4 separate regions of the Mus musculus genome follow, and regions 2, 3 and 4 are each linked to region 1. A link is a contact called in public HiChIP or PLAC-seq and promoter capture Hi-C data. All regions are on one chromosome and are shown on one strand. Each heading gives the region's core, a stretch centred on a gene start, on an enhancer-like site or on the middle of the called end of the contact. The rest is flanking DNA. Distances are from core to core; before and after follow the strand shown.

The links. Promoter capture Hi-C pulls out the DNA fragments that hold promoters and counts their contacts. HiChIP or PLAC-seq counts read pairs in DNA pulled down with a chosen protein or histone mark.
Region 2: a promoter capture Hi-C map of the 3T3-L1 cell line shows a contact between it and region 1, with 9 times the contacts expected there. The contact joins the enhancer-like site here to the promoter of Chchd1 in region 1. A contact is called at or near these places in 9 of 39 promoter capture datasets (the 3T3-L1 cell line, 3T3-L1-derived adipocytes, the C10 cell line and 4 more), 1 of 115 datasets of contacts at active chromatin or transcription factors (pancreatic cancer cells) and 1 of 9 other capture datasets (liver).
Region 3: a FOXA1 HiChIP or PLAC-seq map of pancreatic cancer cells shows a contact between it and region 1. The contact joins the enhancer-like site here to the promoter of Chchd1 in region 1. A contact is called at or near these places in 6 of 39 promoter capture datasets (the C10 cell line, the HPC-7 cell line, cranial neural crest and 2 more), 1 of 484 Hi-C or Micro-C datasets (adipose-derived mesenchymal stem cells), 8 of 115 datasets of contacts at active chromatin or transcription factors (the NIH/3T3 cell line, the SCID.adh cell line, bone marrow-derived macrophages and 5 more) and 3 of 9 other capture datasets (adipose tissue, liver and pancreatic islet).
Region 4: a contact with region 1 is called in a FOXA1 HiChIP or PLAC-seq map of pancreatic cancer cells. The contact joins the enhancer-like site here to the promoter of Chchd1 in region 1. A contact is called at or near these places in 9 of 39 promoter capture datasets (the C10 cell line, the HPC-7 cell line, cranial neural crest and 5 more), 1 of 484 Hi-C or Micro-C datasets (nephron progenitors), 7 of 115 datasets of contacts at active chromatin or transcription factors (the 230-238 cell line, the SCID.adh cell line, bone marrow-derived macrophages and 3 more) and 3 of 9 other capture datasets (adipose tissue, liver and macrophages).

The regions. Positions count from the first base shown.
Region 1 is chr14:20,701,284-20,704,763 of GRCm38.p6, forward strand. Chchd1 (coiled-coil-helix-coiled-coil-helix domain containing 1) reads left to right here and starts at 1,744. Exons shown (of 3, transcript NM_025366.3): 1 at 1,744-1,914; 2 at 2,007-2,125; 3 at 2,838-3,142. The coding sequence starts at 1,791. The coding sequence ends at 2,951. 6230400D17Rik (RIKEN cDNA 6230400D17 gene) reads right to left here and starts at 1,816. Exons shown (of 1, transcript NR_029446.1): 1 at 729-1,816. It overlaps Gm25328 (a small nuclear RNA gene), which reads left to right and starts at 240; the gene lies at 240-346.
Region 2 is chr14:21,111,262-21,114,741 of GRCm38.p6, forward strand. All of the region lies in intron 3 of Adk (adenosine kinase), which reads left to right. Among named protein-coding and RNA genes, the nearest start is that of Adk, 60 kb to the left of the region's middle. Within about 2 kb of position 1,755, at least 51 of the 459 cell types and tissues checked have an H3K27ac peak or open chromatin away from gene starts, as enhancers often do. A contact at or near this core is called in liver, where this site is marked.
Region 3 is chr14:21,085,583-21,089,062 of GRCm38.p6, forward strand. The region is part of intron 1 of Adk (adenosine kinase); the gene reads left to right. Among named protein-coding and RNA genes, the nearest start is that of Adk, 35 kb to the left of the region's middle. Within about 2 kb of position 1,924, at least 124 of the 459 cell types and tissues checked have an H3K27ac peak or open chromatin away from gene starts, as enhancers often do. A contact at or near this core is called in the NIH/3T3 cell line, adipose tissue, embryonic stem cells and 5 more, where this site is marked.
Region 4 is chr14:20,972,514-20,975,993 of GRCm38.p6, forward strand. All of the region lies in intron 2 of Vcl (vinculin), which reads left to right. Among named protein-coding and RNA genes, the nearest start is that of Vcl, 45 kb to the left of the region's middle. Within about 2 kb of position 1,533, at least 58 of the 459 cell types and tissues checked have an H3K27ac peak or open chromatin away from gene starts, as enhancers often do. A contact at or near this core is called in pancreatic cancer cells, where this site is marked.

The DNA.
Region 1 (3,480 bases), core at 494-2,993:
TTTATTTTTTGTTTGTTTCATTAAGGCAGGGTCATGTTATATGGCCCTGGCTTGCCAAGTACTCATTATATGTAACTTAGGCTGGTTTCAAACTCTTTAATCTGTCTCCTGCCTCAATTTCCCAAGTGCTTGGATTGTAGGCATATGCCACGCCTGGCATAGCTATTTTTAGCATGAACAAGATACACAAAGGCTCGTCTCATTTTAAACATTTAAGAGATATTTAAAAATATTTTTCCGTGCTCGCTTTGGCAGCCTATATACTAAAACGGGGACGATACAGAGAAGATTAGCATGGCCCTTGCACAAGGATGACACGCAAATTCGTGAAGTGTTCCATAGTTTTGTAAAGTGGATAAAAAAGATTTGTTAGCAAATGCAAATTAAAGTTTGGGAAAGAAAAGAAATTTACCCATGTGTGCGTTCGAGGTGTTGGTAGAAGTAATTATGAGCCCTGCAACGTGGATGCTGGAAACCAAACAGTCCTCTGGAAGAGCTAAAAACACTCTTTAAGCACGGAGCTACCTCTCCAGACCCTGAGCTAGCTAAGATTTCAAAGTAGATGTTGGGGTACATAAGGTCACAAACAATATAAATGTGTGTGACAATAAAAAAGGTGCCTTGATGGCTGCCGGTAGGGTGTGGTAAGAGAGGGAAAACCCCTCTGATGTGAACCCAGTGTTAATCTTGGGATTCGCCAGAAAAACGAAGTCCACCATTTTGGGCTAAATTTAAAGCAAGCTTTATTAGATACTAAATACTGACCAAAAGATGGACTTTTTGGTCAGGCCCATTCCTGGAATTTCCCTCCTGAATTAGCTATGTGACTCCGGAAGAAAGGCATCCACGTAGGCTATCAAGGGAGAATTCCAAACATCTGAGGTAAAAAATGTCAGCAAATATACCTTGCTCTAAAGTAGACATCATATAAACTACAGGACTGCTGGATTCCGCTTCCATTAGCAGAAATGTCTTGAATTCATTTGCAAATACCAAAGAATCTATATATAGCACATCTTTTGATTCGGTTTTGTAAACAGTTAAGTCAAACACTCAAGTCCAACAAATCACAACTGGAGGTCTATAAAAAGAAGTGATATAGTTGCTCTAATATTAAATGTTGTGTATGTCACACGTAAATGTTACAACGTTCACCCTACTGTGCGATCATTCCAAACGAGTAAACAGTATCTACCTAGCAGTCCATGTAAGAGTTGTAAAAAGCAACCATTTTATTATTTTGGTTTTTCTGCTACAGAGTTTCTCTGTGTAGCCCTGGCAGTCCTGGAGACCAGGCTGGCCTCAAACTCAGATCCGCCTGCCTCCCCGCCTCCCCGCCTCCCCACCTCCCCAGTGCCGGGATTTAAAGGCGAGCGTCACCACCGCCTGGCAAAAGGAATCATCATTCTCACAGACTTGTTAAAACAAAAGTCCTTTGCAATCCAAAATCCTTAACTCCAGCCCCACGGGATCCAACGCCTTCCCCTGGCCGCCACGGACGCGGCACTCACGTGGTGCCCACACGCAGACACCGACTCACAAATAAGTGGCAGCCGCGGACACGGGGCCCCTGAATCCTGCCGGGTCCCGAGCACGCAAAGGGCGCGCACAACCTATAGCATCCTAACCTGCTGTCGGCTGCCGGCCCGACGGGGTTCGAATCCAGTGTCACCGTGAGGCCAAGACCCGGAAAGTGCGCGCACAGCTGCCCGTTGTCCGCACGCCAAGCGCGTAGAGGTCAAGAGGGGTCACGCACGGCGCCGCGGAGCCTACTGGGAACGCTGTGCAAAATGGCGACGCCCAGTCTACGCGGCCGCCTGGCGCGGTTTGCGAACCCGGGAAAACCTATACTGAAACCCAACAAGCCTCTTATCTTAGCTAACCGCGTCGGGAACCGACGTAGAGAAAAGGGAGGTGAGCACTTGGAGCGGGGGCGGCTAGGTAATCTCGGGGGAGAGGTGTTAGGTCGCCCTGTGGCTGAAGGTCTCCCAGTTCTTCCCCTCCAGAGGCAACCTGTATCACGGAGATGTCGATGATGATGGCTTGCTGGAAGCAGAATGAATTCCGCGACGAGGCGTGCAGGAAAGAGATCCAGGACTTCTTCGATTGTTCTTCCAGGGCTCAGGTGATGTCTGGCTCCTAGCGTGCCTTCTTGGGAAAAGAAAGGGGAATACAAAGAAATGGTTCAAGCCGGGCGTGGTGGCGCACGCCTTTAATCCCAGCACTTGGGAGGCAGAGGCAGGTGGATTTCTGAGTTCGAGGCCAGCCTGGTCTACAAAGTGAGTGCCAGGACAGCCAGGGCTACACAGAGAAACCCTGTCTCGAAAAACCAAAAAAAAAAAACCAAACGCAAAGAAATGGTTCACACCGCCCTGTGTTAAATTATGTACAGAGTCTCCCATTCATCTGTGACTGGCTCACCCTCACCAAAGTGAGAAAAAGCTAAGTTTTGTCATAGGTTGATCTTCACTAATTTGCTAGCCAGAATAGTAGTTTGAGATGATAACAATCATTTGTACATCCCCAATCCCTTTAAATCCCCTTTTTGTTCCTTTGGGTTTTTTGTTTGTTTGTTTGGGGTGTGTGTGTGTGTGTGTGTGTGTGTATGTGTGTAAGTGCTTGCGTGCTTGAAAATGCAGGGACACATCTGTGGGCACCAGTGCTGTGTGGTGGCCTGAGGTAAACGTCTGGAATTTTCCTCCATTCCTCTTCCACTTTATTCCTTGAGGCAGGGTCTCTTGGGGTTTGGAATATTATAAAAATTATGGGTCTAGGTCAGAATAAGCTAAAGAACTGTGACTTTGTTTTTTGTTTTCTGTTTTCTGTTGTGTTTTCAGGAAGCCAGGAAGATGAGATCAATCCAGGAGTCTCTGGGACAGTCCGAGAGTTTATCTCCCCACAAGATGACCAAGTTGTTACAGAGATTTCCCAACAAATCTCATCTCATCTGAAAATGGAGAAATATTTTCAATGAACTCTCATTTCCAAAAGCTATACAGAGAGGCACGTTTGGGAGGTTTGCGGTTTGCATTTGCATTGCTACGAGTTTTTGAAGGGTAAAATGAGGCAAAATACTTAATTTTGCTCTTTTGAATGAATCGTATTCTGGATGCTGTCTTGAAATAAAATCCTCTAAAAAGAAGTTGGCCATTTCTTCTAATTAGCTGCTTCTCCTCACACCTCCAGCCCCATCCTGAAGAGGAATATCTCTGCCTTTCCCTTCACTGGGCAAGCACCCAACCTCTGAGCCAACCTGAGCACGTCCTTTCTTGGGCTCTATAATCTCCCCAAACCCTGGAAGTTCTTTATTCCTGGGATGCTCTTCATTTCCTTTCTTTTGTTTTGTTTTTGTTTTTTTTTTGTTTTTTTTCTTTTTCTTTTTTGAAAGAGAGTTTCTCTGTGTATTCCTGGCTGTCCTGTAACTCACTCTGTAGACCAGGCCAGTCGCAAACTCCGAGATCGCCTGCCTCTTTCTCCCAA
Region 2 (3,480 bases), core at 505-3,004, 410 kb after region 1:
TCTGGACTTTGAGTATAGCTTAGTGATTGAGTGCTTGCTCGCTCTCTCTCTCTCTCTCTCTCTCCCCCTCTCTTTCTCTCTCTGTGTGTGTGTGTAGCAAAAGAGAGCATTAACCTTTTAGATACTTATTTTATCAAAAGTCATGAGATTTGCTCAACTCCTGTCAGAGAACTTCCTCCTGCATTAAATGGGAGTTAACACGGAGATCCACAACTAGATAGTAACAGAGGAGGAGAGACTTTTGCAACACTCAGTGGTAAATGAGAGGTCTTCACCAAACTCCTTCCATCAAGGATCAGGCATCTCTGCTGAAGAGGAGGCAGAAAGGCAGTGAGAACACACACAGCAGTACTGATGTGCATACAAACTGAAGAGACCGTGCAACATACACAAGGCCTACACAGATGGGGTCCTGGCAATGAGGGGTGTGGACAGAGGCTCTCACCCATAACCAAGAAGCTGTTTACACTTGATACAAAGGGGAAAGCAGCTCTCCTATGGAGTGTCACTGGGTGTGTCAACTGCATTACACAGCAGGCCCTATGCCCAGGAGTGTTTAGCCAACACAAAATAAACTCTGTAGTATTTTTGTAGACTTTTGTTTTATTTTGGTACTTTTTTTTTTTTTGTCCTATTATTCTTTTGCTTTTTATTTTTCTGTTTTTGTGTTGGGAGGTCGAGGTGGGGAGGAGGATCTGGGAGAGATTGGGGGAGGGGAACCATCATGAAAATATACTGTGAAAACATATCTTTCAGGTTTAAAAAGTCTTGAGTTATATAGTACTCTTACGAAGCTTTTGCTTGCAAGTGCCTCACAGTCTTCGGTGTGGATGGTTTGGAGTTTCTCATCCCTGGTGTTCTGTTATAGGCTGGGACCCTTCATGGTGACGAATGGCTAGTGCAGCTCTAGAGGTAATTATAGTTGAGAATTTAGTGACAATAAGAGAGTGTTTCTTTTAAAAAACTACTCAGACAAACTTTCTAATGTGATTGTCCTCTGTATCACATGTTCTTTCTGAGTCAGTTGCAGAGCAAACAAATGGGTTGGGGATTTGCCTCAGTGGGTAGAGTACTTGTGTAGTGTGTTTGAGGCCCTACGCCTGGTTCTCAGAACTTTATAAATCAGGGCGTGGTGCATGTTGGGTTGCAGATGGGTCACCGCATGCACTTGACCCTTGGGCGGGTTGTGTACATCTACTCATGTCCTCAAGTTTCAGCACCATGTGCATTATCCCCCGAGCCTTCTCCCTGGCCTGCATATATTTAATGGTGTAAAAACTATTAATTAAGTTATGCATCAGGCACTGTTTAATGCCTAATTTAAACCTTCCCATTTTCATTATTATAATGAAAATATTCCTCACATTTCTGCCTATTTTCAGATAAAAACAGTGTTAAGTACCATACTTTTAATTTTACTAACGACTCTCCTGAGGTATGACAATCATAATTAACAAGAACGTTTCTGCCTTGGTGCCAGGGATCCCATCCGGTGCCTCCCACATGCGAGGGAAGCACCTCCCCACCCCTACCTACCTCACTGTGCCCTCTGCCTTTGCCATTTTACCTAACGCTAGTCATTGCTCAATATGTGTGCTGTGAAAACATCTGAACCCGGGGGTTGCTCTTTTGGTGAAGGAACTTTGATCTTTATTTTCTGATCACGAGCTTTCAGTTTGAATACAGGTTGGCAAAACACTTGTGAAATAGAATACCTAGTGGTATATAGCTTTATGTTCCTGTCTGTGGCGACCACTTTGAAGTGGTGTTTTCTCCTTCCATAGAAGCCTCCCAGGCATGGCTTCTCAAGGGCACTGTGAGTCATTCCTGCCTTGAGAGCAATTGTAAACCTCTCCTGCTTTGCTCTCTCATCATCTCTAAGGAAATGTGTCAGTTGTCTAACTAGTTTCATTATTGATATTTGGCCTGTTAGGGTGTCTTAGTGATTCCAATTCCTTTAGGGTTTGTAATTTCTTTTTTCTTCTTTTTCTTTTCTTTCTTTCTTTCTTTCCTTTTTTTTTTTTTTTTTTTAGTTTTAAGATTCTTAAGCTGGTGATAGTGGCACACCCCATTGATCCCTGCACTCAGGAAGCAGAGAGGCAGGTGGATCTGTGAGTTCAAGGCCAGCTTGATCTACAAATGAATTCGAGGATGGCTAGAGCTACACAGTGGAGCTTGTGTCTTCAAAACAAAGTAAACAGAAAGATTCAGAGATGTTCCTGAAAATTTTGTGTTTTGAGATAGGGTCTCACAGTGTGCCCCTGGCTGACCTGGAACCCACAAACGTGTGCCTCCACAGTCTGATAAAGGCACGCTGCCCCACAGCCAGCCCAGAAGGTTTCTTGACCTCCCTGATCTGGTTTCTGGCCAGATTTTACATTAGAAGAGCTAGGTTGTCCTGTAATTTTGTTTCCTTCCATCTCATCTCAGGAGCCAGCCAAAGGTAAAGTTCCCTCTGTCTTTGTACCTTTACGCGCTCAGTATACTTTTGTTTTTAGGCTTTCTTACTTATGTTTGGTGATTGGGTCTCAGGGTATGTCCCTGGCAGGACTGGAACTTGGTAAATAGGCCCGATTCTCCTTAAACTCAACCACCCTCCCTGAGCTGAGGTTAAAGGTGTTCACTAGCATACCTGACTCAGTATGCTTTTTAGTGAATAAAATGTCTTGAATATCCAGAATGTCTCCAACTCTGACTCTACTCGTTCTTTATTCCTTGATGATTCCCTCCTGAGGTGTTAACAGTAGGACCCAAGGTTGCCTGCCTCCAGTCCTGCCCCTTCTGTCATTCTGCTTATTAAGTAACCTTCCGTTCACTTTGTCCTGTCCCCTCCTAATGGTCCACCTCTATGAAAGGTGAATTCATCCCACAGTTGACTATAATGTTAACAGACTTGAAGAGATGGGTGTGGCTCAGCATGCCTAGTTCACTTGTGAGACCAAGGCAGGAGGTGATATGTTAGAATAGTGGCTCGAGTTGGAACATAGCACACCAGGCCAAAACAGTTCCACGTGTAAGAGGGGCAAGGTGGCAGCAGAAAAGAGAAGGGGGGAAGAGAGAGAGAGAGAGAGAGAGAGAGAGAGAGAGAGAGAGAGAGAGAGAGAGAGAGAGATGGGGTATGGCTTTCTTTATATATATGGGTAATGATGTAACACAAGTAAAGGTAGGAGGTGAGCTAAGTGGATTCTGGGGATATGGTGGCTGTTGCCTTGGTAATGGGTCTGCAGGTCCCACCTATGTGATGTCACAGGTTTCAGAGGTCCTGATGCCAACAGGAGGACTGTCTTGAGTTTGATGTCAGCCAAAGACAGACAAACACCACCAAACAAAATTGCTTTAGTGGTTCTGTAATTGTCCAGTGTCAAGCATGGCTTGTAAGTTGTTGCTAACTGGGACCTTGCCTTCTCCTTCAGTGATAGCCTCTGGAGTCAGCTTTCTTCTGTCACCCCCCACCCTTTTCAGAAAAATTTAGCCACTTCT
Region 3 (3,480 bases), core at 674-3,173, 380 kb after region 1:
ATTTTTAAAAAATTTTTGTTTTTGTCTTGTTTTCAGGACAGAGCTTCTTTGTGTAGCACTGACTGTCCTGGTACTAGCTCTGTAGACCAGGGTGGCCTCGAACTCGGAGATCACCCTGCCTCTGTCTCCTGAAGCCTGGGATTAAATGTGTGTGCTGCCACAGCCTGACACCTCTGTGAATTTTTATTCTGTTGTGTCATGAGCACAATCATGTAATTTTTAAAAAAGATTTATTTATTATTATACATAAGTACACTGTAGCTGTCTTCAGACACACCAGAAGAGGGCAGGGCGCCAGATCTCATCACAGTTGGTTGTGAGCCACCATGTGGTTGCTGGGATTTGAACTTCAGAAGAGCAGTCAGTGCTTTTAGCTGCTGAGCCATCTCTCCAGCCCCCGAGTAAAATGTTTTTAAAGTTCATCCATGTCATATCAGCTTATCAGTATCTCATTTCTTCTCATGGTTGAATACGTTTTGATGTGTAGGTTATTTTGTTAAGCCAGCTCTATGGGTTATTTTCAGTCTGGCTGTTGTGAATAGTAGTACTGTGAGCACCCATGTGTAAGTTTTGTGTTGCCATATGTTTGTTTCTCTTAGGGAAGGATGCAGCTTCATAGGATAATTTTATGTTATTTTGTGAACAAAAATTCCTGGATAGAAGCTGACAACAAAGGCTGACTGACTCATTAGAACTTTAATGATGTGGAAATGATGGAATGTTGCCAAGCCAAATTATCTTGGGCTATCTTTAACACACTTAATAACCATTTATTACCTTCCTCTCCGTGTGACCTAATATCTTTGTGACCGTTAGGTAAATCTTTTGGAATGTACAGACAGACCCCTGCAGATAACATCTGAAGTCCATAGTTTGATTTCCCAGCTTTTCTAATATTTCTACCAATGTATTCAGAAAGGGTCTTGATTTATGATTTTCTTGTGTTACTATAAAACTTTATTAAACTGTTACATTATTGGAACATGGCATTTGGTAAACTATTTCTGGGTATAATCACTCACATTTGGCTTCAGAACAAACCATGTTTTTTGTTCCTTTGAGGTAAAAGCCCCCATTTTTCTGTCTCCTTCCTTCTCTGTCTCTTCTTCCTTCTTTAGAAACTTCATCCCTGTTTACCAATGTGGCTGCATCATTTTACATTTCCAACAATGTCTGAGGATCCAGTTTTTCACATTCCTGTTATACTTGCTACTGTTTCCCAGTCTGCTTAGAGATACTGTGCCTGTCGAGGCACATCCTAAACACGCAGCCAGAGCTTACAGCAGTAAAGCTGTCGTTTGTGCTTGTGCGGTCTTCTGCCCAGGCAGATATGGGTGCTTCGGGCCTTCCCTTGTCTTCCTTAAGCTTGGCCACTGCAATTTTAGGAACATTCTGGAGGTTCCCTCTGTGGATGTTTTTTCCTTACACTTTCCCTTTTATGTTTTTGGTTAACTTGTTTGTTCCAACTGCTTCAAGCAGCTGGAATGTTAAACAGTTGCAGCTGGTTGTATTTGAGATGCTCTTTGGGAAACTCTGAGCACAGGGCAAGCTCAGGATCAGCTCAAACACGGGAAGGCTTGAGCTTCTGAAGGACCTGTCAGTTAGCTGAAATGATTGCAGTTCTCCGAAATAGAGCTTTGATAGTGTACCAGCACATTTCTCACCTCTCAGGGGCTGCCTGGCATCTGGCTTCAGTCTGTGAGGGTTGTTTCTTCTCAGAATCACTATGAAACTGGGGAGAGGCAGAGAGGGATCTCTATTCCTGTGATAAAACTGTAAAAGCAACTCGGAGAGGATAGGGTTTATTTCTGTGTACAGCCCAGATCCCAGTCCATTGTCAAAGGAAGGCAGCACAAGAACACAGGCAGGGCAGGCCGCTGGGGAACCCAAGCATGGCTCTGAAGCGATGCTGCTTAGTGGCCCTCTCCTCCTGCCTTGTTTAGTTTGCTTTCATATACAACCTAGATCTGCCTGCTTGCTCAGGGTGCACTCCAACCCCCCTGGCCTTTCACATCAATCATTAATCAAGAAAATGGCCTACCAAATTGCCTGCAGGTGTTTTCTCAATTGAGTTTCTTCTTCCTAGATAATTCTAACTAGTGTCAGGTTGATACAAATCTACTAAGACCTTAAGTAAAACCACTAGGAAGCTAGCTGCCCTACCTGCATTCAGCCACTCTCCCATAGCTGGTTATGTATTTTCTTCTCCTTTGGAGCTCTTATAATTGTAAAAGGATGAGTCAGTTTTGCAGTCTGAAAATTATTATTCATTTATAAGCTGGGTGGGGTGGCCCATGCCTGGACATGAATCACAGAGCAGCCTAGACTACACAACAAGACCCTGTCTCAAGCAGACAAATGTGGCAAACATGTCAATATTTCAGTGTTAGGTATAAAAAAGATACTGAGACAAACGGTCACTTATGTAGTTGCTTTGTCAGTCAGGCCAGACCCTGTCAGGAAATTGCTCGAATGGCCCCATTCATTCGTGAGGAAATAGTGCAATGCTTTAGACACACGTCACTTTTCTTCTGTCTAGCATCTTCAACCTTCTACTCCTTTGGTAATTTCTTTTTGCGCTAAACATGTATGTTTCGGGGCTGGAGAGATGATGGTGCAAAGGTTAAGAGCCCTTACTGATCCCCAGATGAGCAGTTCCTTGACCCAAGCTCTGTGACTCCAGCTCCGGGAGATCTGGAGCCCTTGTCTGGCTTTGGAGGGCACTTGAACATATGTGGCCGTGCACACACCCTCTCTCACTGTAAATAAGAAGAAAACGAAATGTTAAAGAAATATGTATGTTCAGATTCCAACTTCTTGGGACCAACTTTTACCTTCCTCATACACCAGGTGTTTTAGAATTACTCAGGCCATCTAGGTGATTGAGCCCGCCCTTCTGTGGGAGGGTTTCCTGACCATCTTCCACCATCGCATCTAGTGAGATGAGCTTCCATATGTTCTTCTACATTTGGATGAAACAGTTTGATACATAAAACCACAAACTCTGCTATTTATTCCCCAGAAGAGTCTGTTGTCAAAGACAGTCTGGAAGGGGACTGACTGGTCTGGCCACCCAGTCTCAAAACCTGTAAAAATAGCCAGACTTAAAATGGAAGGCAGGAAAGAGGAGATTTATTCAGTGTGGCTACTTGGAAAGAGGGGCAGAGATTCGGGCCCCTGCCCTCAATCTGTCTTCAGGATCCTGGAGAGAGATTAAAGTTTAAATAGCCGGCCAGGAATGTACACATCTGTGGTAACAATCAAGGTGTCTGCTCTTCCGCTCTCACCCTGGAAGGTGGTCTGACAAGCTGGTGGAGCTGTGTGAAATCTTTCCTGGAGACAAATCCTTTCTTTATCTAGCTCCTTCCCTTCTCCCAGCATGAGATTCCTGGAGAAATTCCCATTTCTTTGGAGTTCATTGTTTCAATAGTGTGAGTCAGATTGAGAGACATTAGTGTCCCTTTAGAATACCTTTATCTC
Region 4 (3,480 bases), core at 283-2,782, 270 kb after region 1:
GGTTGATGGATTAAATCTTGTTTACTTTATGTACCCTTCAATTAGAAATGAGCAAATAAAACATTAGGCTTGTGTCACTTGTGTTCCATTGTCTACAGAGTAATCACAAGGTTGAAAAGAGCTCAGAGGGCCCAGGGAGATCACATATACATTACTAGCATGTATATACATAATATTACCATGTTTGCTGGCTAGTCTTATGTCAACTTGACACAAAAACTAGTTACCTAAAAGGAGGGACATTAACTGAGAAAGTGCCTCCATAAGATCTGGCTGTAAGGCATTTTCTTAGTTAGTAATTGATGGGGGAGGTTCTAGTCTATTGTGGGTAGTACCTCCCTGGTCTGGTGATACTGGGTTCTATAAGAAAGCAGGCTGAGCAAGTCATGAGAGCAAGCCAAAAAGGAGGCACCCCTCCATGTCTTCTTCATCAACTCTTGCCTGTTCCTGTCCTGATTTCCTTCAGTAATGAGAAACAATGTGGACTTGTGAGCCAAATAAATCCTTTCCTCCAAAACTTACTACTGGTCATGGTTTTTGTCGCAGCAATAAAACCCTGACTAAGACACCATGTAATTCTGAGAATGCCAATGTAAAGATTCTGCTCATTTAAAATAAGCTCTCACATTTGAGGCAGAGTCTCATGCGGCCTAAGTTAACTTTGAGCTGCATATATAGCCAAAGCTGGCCTAAAATCCTGATCCCAAGATTGCAGGTGTACACCATCAGTAATAAACTCATTATATAGATAAAAAGACCAATCCTTGACAAACCAACTCACCCAAGATCACCCTGTTACTTTCTTATTGCAGATTTCATGGTTTCTGAAGGTATGTTCATTTTATAGTCAGGTTCTCCAGAAAGAAGTGTGACTCTCGGACAGTAATGACTTGTTTTGCTTTGAGAGACAGTTTCACTATGTAGACCAAGCTGACTTCTTTAAATTTAAATTCACCTGTCTCTGGCTCCTGAGATGAGGGATTAAAGTTGTGTACTATTTTTAGAAGATAACAGTTTATTCTTTTCCTAAGTGTTTCAAAAAGGAGAAAAGTACAGATGTAATCTGTGATATATTTCACTGTCTTAATAATTCTTGTTTATTTGTTATGTTTCTATGTATGTGGTTTATGGTCTATGTGAGGGTGCAGGCATGTGCTTGCCCTAATGTGGCTGTGAGGTCGGAGGATAACTTCCAGGACTTGGTTTTCTCTGCTATTGAGGCTGGGTTACCTTTTGTTTCTGTCCTGTTGCTGTTCTTGTGAGCTTTGGTGATTCTTCTGATAGATGTAAGCTGCACCTCATCTAGCTCTTGTGGGTTCCAAGGATATTAACTCAGGCTGCCAGACTTGCACAGCAAGTCCTGTACTACACTAAGCCATCCCCTTGGCTCCTTTGTCTTAAAATGTGCCAACTGTAAAGAATGAAAGTACTAAGCTTTTACAGATTCAGGGATCACACATACTATTGACTAAGTGACTCATCCCATAGGTATATAGAGACTGTTGACTGCCACAGGTTTTTCCTGGACAAACAGGCCTGGGAAGATGACTCACTGCAGAAAGTACCTGCTGTGTAAGCATGAGGGTGTGAGTTTGGATCCCTAGCACCTGCAGAAAAGGTTGGGTATATCACTATACCCAGTGATATGTACCTGTAACCCCAACATTGGGGGCCAGGGGGTAGGGTGGAGTCTGGAGAGTCCTGGTGGTTTACCCACTGGGTAGCCAGTCTAGTTGAATTTGATTGAGGAAGACACTCAATGAGTTAAGACTTTACTATGTGCACATGAATACACACACACACACACACACACACACACACACACACACACTCTCTCTCTCTCTCTCTCTCATCCCCCCATACAAACATACACTTACACATGCGCTTACTCACTCTCGCACACACACATGCACACACATACGAATAAGTTAAACAGGACGAAAGGCAGATAGAAACACTATTCCTTTATTACCCTGACTTTTCCAATATAGTTCAAATCTCAAATGAATAAATGCATTATTAAAGTGTAAAGATTATATGTTGCTTTTCCTTAAATTGTTTCAGATTTTTATTGTTCTTCCCAGAGTAGAGCCAAGGAACCCATGAAACAGCTCTATTTCTTAAATTCCATGTGTGGACTGCTTGTTATTTAATCCACTTCATTTTGTTCACGAGGCAGCAGAGGCTCAGAAGCTCAGTAACTTGTTGAAAGTAACTGAGCCCAGGGATGGCAGAAGATCCTAACCCAAGACTGTCTGACTGCAAGGCCTGTGCTAAGTCACACTCTCCCTCTCCTTTGTGAGAATGCTGGCTGATAGTAGGCTAGTTTCTTCAAGGCATCCATGAATGATAATAGAGGTAAAACTATCTAGAGGGGAGGAGGTTTGCTGATGGTCCACTCCTGCCACAGACTCTCTCTCTCTTTTTTTTTAAAATTACTTTCTTAAATAAACTCAGCTACTTTAAAAACATTATGATAGTCGTTTCTTTCCTCCAGTCTATATTTCTGCTCATGGTAAGATTTTATTTATATTTATATTTATTTATATTTCTGCTCATGGTAAGACTTACTTGTTGTGCTGGAGATCAGACCCAGGGTCTTAAGGTTTTAGACAGTTATCTTCAGCTGAATTATACACACACACACACACACACACACACACACACACACACACAAATAGCTTGTATTTGTTTAATGTTTTTTTTCAGTATCCATTGAGACAATCACACAGTTTTTTCCTTTATTGTATTATGGTAACCAGTAGTCCACTACATGAATGTACATTTTCTGATAATGAACCATGCTTGCATTTTTTTTTGGTGGATAAATTGTATTTGGTTATGATTTTAAAAAGCATTAACAGGGAGTTGGGACACACTTAGGGGGTTGAAAGCTGGACGATTGCTAGTTTGAGGCCATCCTGAGCTACAAAGGCTGCGTGGGCTGCATAGCAAGATCTTCTTGCCCAACCAAACAGCAGTGCTGAGTTGGGTTAGGATGGTGTGCCCCACCCCATTTTTAAGACTGAATCTCACCGTATGGTCCTGACTGACCTCAGATTCCCTCTCCCCTTCCTCCTGCTACAGTTGTCTGAGTGCTGGGGTTACAGCTGTAAGCCGTCATACCAGATTTAATTATCTGACATTTAATGTTTTTGTTATATGTATTTCATTGTGTGTGTATGTTTATGGAGGTCAGAAGTTAGATAGACCCTGCAAGAATCATTTCTTCCCTTTCCACCAAGTGGGTTCTAAGATTGGTGGCAAGCACCTATCAATTGAGCCATCTCTGTCCCTAAGTAGCTAAAATATTAAAAGGTTTTTGCTTCTTTGTTCATGAAGAACCTTGTTGAATAATTTTCTTGTTCTGTTCTTGAACAAGTTTATATCAAGGTTATTTAATTTTCATAAAATAGGTTCTTTTCCTGGTCTTTAAAATGGTTACCTAAGGTAAAGATTATTTACTGTTGAAAGTTTGAC